Linked DNA regions of Mus musculus: region 1 is linked to region 2. A link is a contact called in public ChIA-PET data. All regions are on one chromosome and are shown on one strand. The core of a region is the stretch at or near the end of the contact, and the rest is flanking DNA. Distances in the headings are between cores, read along the strand shown.

Region 1 (3,292 bases), core at 571-3,070, 220 kb after region 2:
GGAACTACACAGAGAAATCCTGTCTTGAAGCAAAACAAAAACAAAAGAAATACCAAAACAAGAACAAAATACTAAAAAAAAAAAAAAAAAAAAAAAAAAAAAAAATACCCAGTCCAGTCCATGGGAGTGTGAGGTCGTGGCCATCTTTTCCTTCACTTTTACATTTAGGACATATCATCTAGAACATATTTTGAGTGTCCTGTATGTGTTGAAGGGAGTAAGTAACAAAGACACACGGTAATCAAGGGGCTAATATGTCCTGTCACCGACACAGGATGTTCTGACCATTTTTCCACAGAGGAATTCAAGTGAGGATTATTAGAAGGCCTCCAATCTCCTCCCGGAAGGCAGAGAAGTGTGACATGATGGGGACCCCAGGGAGGAGACCAGGAGGACTTGATGCTAGAAAATGTTAATCTAGAACGTATCATCCGTCGCCTCCATCCTGTCCCCTGACTCATACTCTGCTCTCCACTCCGCCCTGTCTGGAGGCCCTAAGACATGGAACTCGTCATTTCCTGCCGGGGTAAATCACAGACTGACGTGTGATACTCGTTCTTAGTTTTTACCATACCCCAGGTATAGATGCTCACATCCATCAGGGTGGAGGGAGGCCTTTCCACAGGGTGGCGCTGGGAGGGGTGGGGTGGGGGGAGGGGCGCTTCCCACTCCGAGGCTTCCTGGCTCGGCTCCCAGGTGATTTTACAGCCTCTGGGTCTGAGTCTGCATCTTCTGGATGCGCCTCAGTTCGCTTGCTACAGCACTGACGTGTGACCGCTTAACTGTGGCCGTTTCCTGGCCCAGGGAGCCTGGGCTTTGGGGAGCCTGGGAAAGAGACAAGAAAGAGAGCTTTATATGAGGTAAGCCTCGACAGCAATAACGAAGGCCAAGGACCAACTTACATTTATACCGTGCTTAACCATTTACAAAGCTCCAGAGAACTCTAGTCATCTTTATGAGCCTGTGCGAAGGTCACCTCGTTTTACCAAAGAACAGCTCTCCCAGGCAGAGTTGATCCTTCCGCCCACACTGGGTAAAATTTCCATTATCATCCTTACTGCTGTGCAAGACACTTATTTGTGTATCCCATGCTTCCCTTGAGTCATCAGCTCCTTGGAGACAGATCACTTTTCCTGTCATAAAATGTGTATTTTTTCTAAAAAAGAACAAAAAGTAATTTTAGTGTTTATTATGCATAAATGTGTAATTATAAAAGTGATATTTATAGTTACAATAAAAATAGTATGTCTAGGGTCAGTTAGATGGCTCTGGTACAGAGGTGCTTGTCAGACCTGACAACATGTGTTTGGTCTCCAGGAATCATATGGTGAAGGAAGAGAACCTACTTTCATAAACTGTCTTCTGAACTTCACATGCATACTGTAGAATATATGTACACACACACACACACACACACAAAGAGAGAGACAGAGAGAGAGAGAGAGAGAGAGAGAGAGAAAATGTAATTTTAAAATAGTATGCAAGCCAGGTATGGTGGCACACACCTTTAATTCCAGAACTCAGAGGGGCAGAGGCAGGCAGATCTCTGTGAATTTGAGGCTAGCCTGGTCTACATTATGAGCTCCAGGACAGTCACAGTCAAAAGCCAATCTCCCGGAGCCGATCAGTGACCTCCAGGATCAGTGAGAGACCCTGTCTCAAAAACCAAGACAGTGATTGAGGGAGACATTGAACTCAGCATCCCAAATCCCTGTGGTAAGCTGGCAGGTCACTCTGCTCAGGAGCCTTCTAACTAGAGCAGAGAATTCACTCCACAGACTGCGCCCCAACACCACCCCATGTACTCTGATAATATCATCCCCCGTCCTCTCTCGGCTTCCTGTTTTTCTGTTTGAAACCTGTTACTATGGAAACATTGTGGCAAGCTATAGTGGGGTTTCTAAGTGAAGTGTTAAGAATTTTTAGAACCTGCAGAAATACAATGTTGGTGTTTAGGGAATAAGAGCTCAAATTATGTGACTTATTCATGACTTCACATACTGTGTCATAAATACTAACATGGAAATATGAGCCAGCACTGAAGAGATAAGTGGTACTTTATAAAATTTATGTACCCAGGTTTTAAATTTTTCATGGGCGTGTCCATGAGAAATGTTAAAACCACAAAAATGCAACACACAACTTGGGAAGACCTATGGAAAAGGCAGATGACAGAATGCCAGCATGTCCTCATAAATTCACATCTGTGAAAGGACTGGGGACCTGGACAGCCAGGGGATGTGGGAAACATCTGTACGATGTTCTGGGTGATGACCATATTCCTTAAAAACTGTCTACGATCATTCTTATTAGACATTCAATGCAGGGTACCGTAACAAACATTTCAGTAAGAGAATTATTACCAAGGGCACAATAGGAAAAACAAAACAGAACAAAGCAAAAATCACTTCCCTGGCTTGGCTTGAGTTGGCTAAGTTTGGGCTCCTTTATCATCCTAGCTCTGCCATCAAGCAGGTGTGTGACTCAAGAAGTTGTCCAATCTCCCCGGGCCTATTGCTCATCTAATCTGGGCTTTAATTCTGAAGTTACTTATTAGGTTATTTTATTACTTATTAGGTTCTTTTAGCCCCATGTGTGTGTAGAGGCATGCTTATGCTATGGCCCACACATAGAGTCAGAGGATACATCGTGGGAGTTGGATCTTTATTTCCATCGTGGGAGTGTCCCTGGATCCAGGGACTGAACTCAGGTCATCAGGCTTGGCTTTACCTGATGAGCCGTCTCATCAGCACCTCTTTCTTTAAGTGAGGCCTATGTCTAGTTTCTTCCAGGAGGTAATATTTCAAACCAGTTCCTTGTGGCCAAGGCTTGGGGGCTGCACTACTTAAGAGGAACTAGTAATGGCACGAGCTTAACAATTATCATTTCACTGTGCACTCTGCCTTCTCACATCCATTTTCTTATTTATACAGTTACTTTAAATGTAGCAATTCCAACTTTCTATTTTTTGTATTATAAAAATTGGGTACTGATAATTTTATTCTGGGAAAGATTAGTCTGCTAAGGCAAGAACCACAGTGGGTATACCTTCCAGAGTTGGTCATTTTCCTTCATCCCACAATGTTAGTCAGTAGCCAAGGGCAAGGGCTATGTCTGTGTCTACAGGCCAATCCCAAAGAGATTCAGTAAGTGGCTCTTTGTTAGACAATTGGGAGGGAGGAAGCTGAGGCAGATATGGGGCTGAGGAAGGCCTCCAGTGCCAGGGGCAAACTTCTGTCTGTTTCTGTATTTCTCAACTTTCTAAATCTCAACAAGCAAAAATATCAACAAA
Region 2 (3,020 bases), core at 453-2,952:
TGGAGCCCGAGTACTTCGACCAGGTCACCATCTATTTCAGTGACATCGTGGGCTTCACCACCATCTCAGCCTTGAGTGAGCCCATTGAGGTGGTGGGCTTCCTCAATGATCTCTACACGCTGTTTGATGCTGTTCTCGACAGCCATGATGTGTATAAGGTGAGGACAACAGGTGACCTTCTTCTCTCTGTAGCCAGCACCACTAATTTGTGTCTATCCACTCACTGTGCGCTTGTATCAATTAACCCTGCTGTGTAATGAATAATCTCAAAGTCCAGTAGCATACAAAGAAACCATTTGTGACTCACAAGGCATCTCCAGCCAGATGTGGGCCAGGTGGGCAGCTTGCTGATCTTAGTTTGGTTTTCTGCATCTCTGGAACCTTGACTGGAGGGACTGGGCTCTGGCCCAGAGTCTCTCTGAGATGGTTCACATGTATAGCTGGGTTCTGAGAGAGGGCAGAGGCATGTTAGCCCTTGAGCTCTCGCCTGGGGTTGGCACACTGCTTTTCCTGACAAATTCTGTTGGCTGAGGGAGACAACTTGAAGAGGTGGAAGACGCAGTACCAGCTGTGGATGGGCGTTGTAGCCACATTGCAGGGGATGTGAATCCAAGGAGGGATGGAGTGTGACATTTAAGTTGATTTCTTCCGGAAAGAGTCAGGAGATGGAGCAGGCAAGCTGCTTACACTGTTTGTAGTGCCCCAGCACTTACTGAGCACCTACTGTATACAAGATGCCAGGTTAAGGGCTTTGTGTGCATGAGGACTTAGGAGGAAAGGGCTAGCACCCCTCACTTACAGATGAGATGGTGGGGTGAAGTGACTCGGGTGAACCTGAGGGCTGAACTTGCTGTTGAGTCCTCAGCCCCTTGTAGGAAGTTTACCCTCTTTGCGACATAGATTCTCTTGGGATAATGTCACAGTGGCCCACAAGCCCTCTGGAGTTGACCCAGCTCTTCTCTGAGTGCATTTGTGGCTGTTCCACCTCTGTGGACCACCACATTTTTCTGAGTGTTCGAGGCTCACACCACCAGACCTTCTCATATAACCCTTCCTCTTCCTGATTCACCCACCTTTTTCCTCTCTCCCTGCTCCCTGCTAGCCATCTTTCCAGTCTCCCATTCACTCCCTTGCATAGGTAGCTGCTCTCATTGGCACTTGTAAAACTCCCCTTGGCAGAATTTGTTGATTCAGTCCAGAGGCCCAGAGAGGAAGGAAGCCTGCCTGGGTCTACACAGACAACAGCAGAGCCACGAGGAACCCCAAGTGTTCACAGGCTACCACAAGCACTCTCTCCTGCAGACAGTATGGTGGTGACCACCTTTGCCACTGCCACTTGAGACCCCAGCCTCTCTTCTGCTCCCCCTGGGGACTCCATGGCTCCTAAGATGTCTGGAAGGCCAATGGGCACACCCCGGCCTCCTGTGTGTCCCACAGGTCTCCCTGCGCCTCCATGCTTTGATCTGCCCCAAGTTACCCCTGGCCTGTCTCTCCTACCTCTGCCAATCTTTTCTCACACATGTGGCCCTCACAGCTCTGAATCACGGCTCAGCTCTGCTCTGAACTCCAGCCAAGAGGCCTGCATCTTCCCAGCAGAGGGAAATGAAATCAAACAAGGCCCGCACACCCCTCCAGATGTGGGGAACAGCAGGCCCAGCCTCTGTGATGTGTAGTGCATCTCTCATCACTCCCCCCATCTGCCTTGGTCCCCCCGCCCATCAACAGCAGGATCTAGTTACCACTTTGAATCTTTTCTGGGCTGAGAAGCAACCATATAACCACTTCCTGCAAGGGTGGCAGTATGGGTAGGGGTGAGGGAGAGAATGGAGGATAAGGATGGGGGTTGGTAATGGGGTTGGGTGGAAGGACCACCCCAGCATCAGCATTGCTGGGTGAGCACTTCTCTGTACATAGCAAAGAATTTGAGTGCTGGGACAAGGCTTGGGACAGGAGAAAGGGGACAAGGAGAGGTGTGGTTTCCCAGCTCAACCTGCTGTGTGAGATGTGAGGCCTTAGCCATCTAAGCCATCAAACAACCCCAAAGCTTGTCCACCCTCTGAGCCCAAAGTTCCCCTTAGTGAAGCACGGGGTTGAAATACCAGTGGCTCAGCTCTGCTCTGCAGATTAGAAGAGACAGGGCAGTCACCGACAGAAGGCTAGCAGCGACTGACCTCAGCTCTTCCTCATTCTCAGGCCTCACCCTGACGGAGAGCTTGGCCTCGAGGTCTTCACAGCATGCCATCTTTGGCACTATGTGTGCCCTTGGTGGGATGATTTAGCCCTCCATACACATGAAGCTCAGAGAGGGCAAGAGTCCCTCATGGAGGCTGCACAGCAAGTAGGTAGCACAGTCAGAGTCTACAAGCATGCTCAGTGGGAGGCAGCCATTCGTCTTGCTTCTCCTCTGTGGTAGCCTCCTCTTTGAAGGAAGCACATACACTTCAGGCAGCCATGGCCTCCCTTGCAAGTGGCTGCTTGTTTCCAGGCAGCTCTGGGCATGCCACCTCTGTGAGGGCCAGTGTGGCTGACCCTGCAGTGCTGGGCTGGGGGCAGGGCTGGTAAGAGCCAAGGTACATGACTTGGGGTGTGTGGGGCATTGCGGTGTCTCGAGAAACAAACAACTCTGCAGTAGAGGGGTGTGGTGGAGGGGGCATCACACAGACATTGGGTCCTGGGGCTTCAGGGGGCTCCCTGTGGGCAGGGTCACAGCTGGCTCTGTTAACTCCACATACAGCTCACAGGGAAGAGCTGTGGCTGCAAAGGAAGCCCCAGTGTGTGCAGGCAGCAGAGCTGTGGTGCTTCCAGAACGTTCTTTTCTTCTTCTACCTCCTCCTCTTTAATTTCTCTCTCTCTCATTCTCTCTCTCTCTCTCATTCTCTCTCTGTGTCTATCTCTGTGTGTGTCTGTCTCTCTGTGACTGTCTGTGTGTCTGTCTGTCTCTGTTGGTCTGTTGTCTGTTTCTCTCTCTGTGTGTGTGTGTGTGTGTGTGTGTGTGTGTGTGTGTGTGTGTGTGCGTGCAT

The links. ChIA-PET counts read pairs in DNA pulled down with a chosen protein or histone mark.
Region 1: a contact with region 2 is called in an RNA polymerase II ChIA-PET map of effector CD8 T cells, with 6 times the contacts expected there. The contact joins two enhancer-like sites. A contact is called at or near these places in 13 of 39 promoter capture datasets (the 3T3-L1 cell line, the C10 cell line, the SN4741 cell line and 7 more), 2 of 15 datasets of contacts at CTCF or cohesin (large pre-B cells and pro-B cells), 31 of 484 Hi-C or Micro-C datasets (the AML12 cell line, the BV-2 cell line, the C10 cell line and 19 more), 18 of 115 datasets of contacts at active chromatin or transcription factors (the 230-238 cell line, the HPC-7 cell line, the SCID.adh cell line and 13 more) and 3 of 9 other capture datasets (adipose tissue, liver and macrophages).

The regions. Positions count from the first base shown.
Region 1 is chr7:98,692,446-98,695,737 of GRCm38.p6, forward strand. It overlaps Gm15506 (predicted gene 15506), which reads right to left. Exons shown (of 1, transcript NR_144495.1): 1 at 1-3,292. Among named protein-coding and RNA genes, the nearest start is that of Gm15506, 8.8 kb to the right of the region's middle. Within about 2 kb of position 1,821, at least 143 of the 459 cell types and tissues checked have an H3K27ac peak or open chromatin away from gene starts, as enhancers often do. A contact at or near this core is called in the CH12 cell line, DN2 thymocytes, the P5424 cell line and 2 more, where this site is marked.
Region 2 is chr7:98,467,614-98,470,633 of GRCm38.p6, forward strand. It overlaps Gucy2d (guanylate cyclase 2d), which reads left to right. Exons shown (of 19, transcript NM_001130693.3): 14 at 1-158. Among named protein-coding and RNA genes, the nearest start is that of Gm38588, 12 kb to the right of the region's middle. Within about 2 kb of position 1,703, at least 40 of the 459 cell types and tissues checked have an H3K27ac peak or open chromatin away from gene starts, as enhancers often do. A contact at or near this core is called in the CH12 cell line, DN2 thymocytes, the P5424 cell line and 2 more, where this site is marked.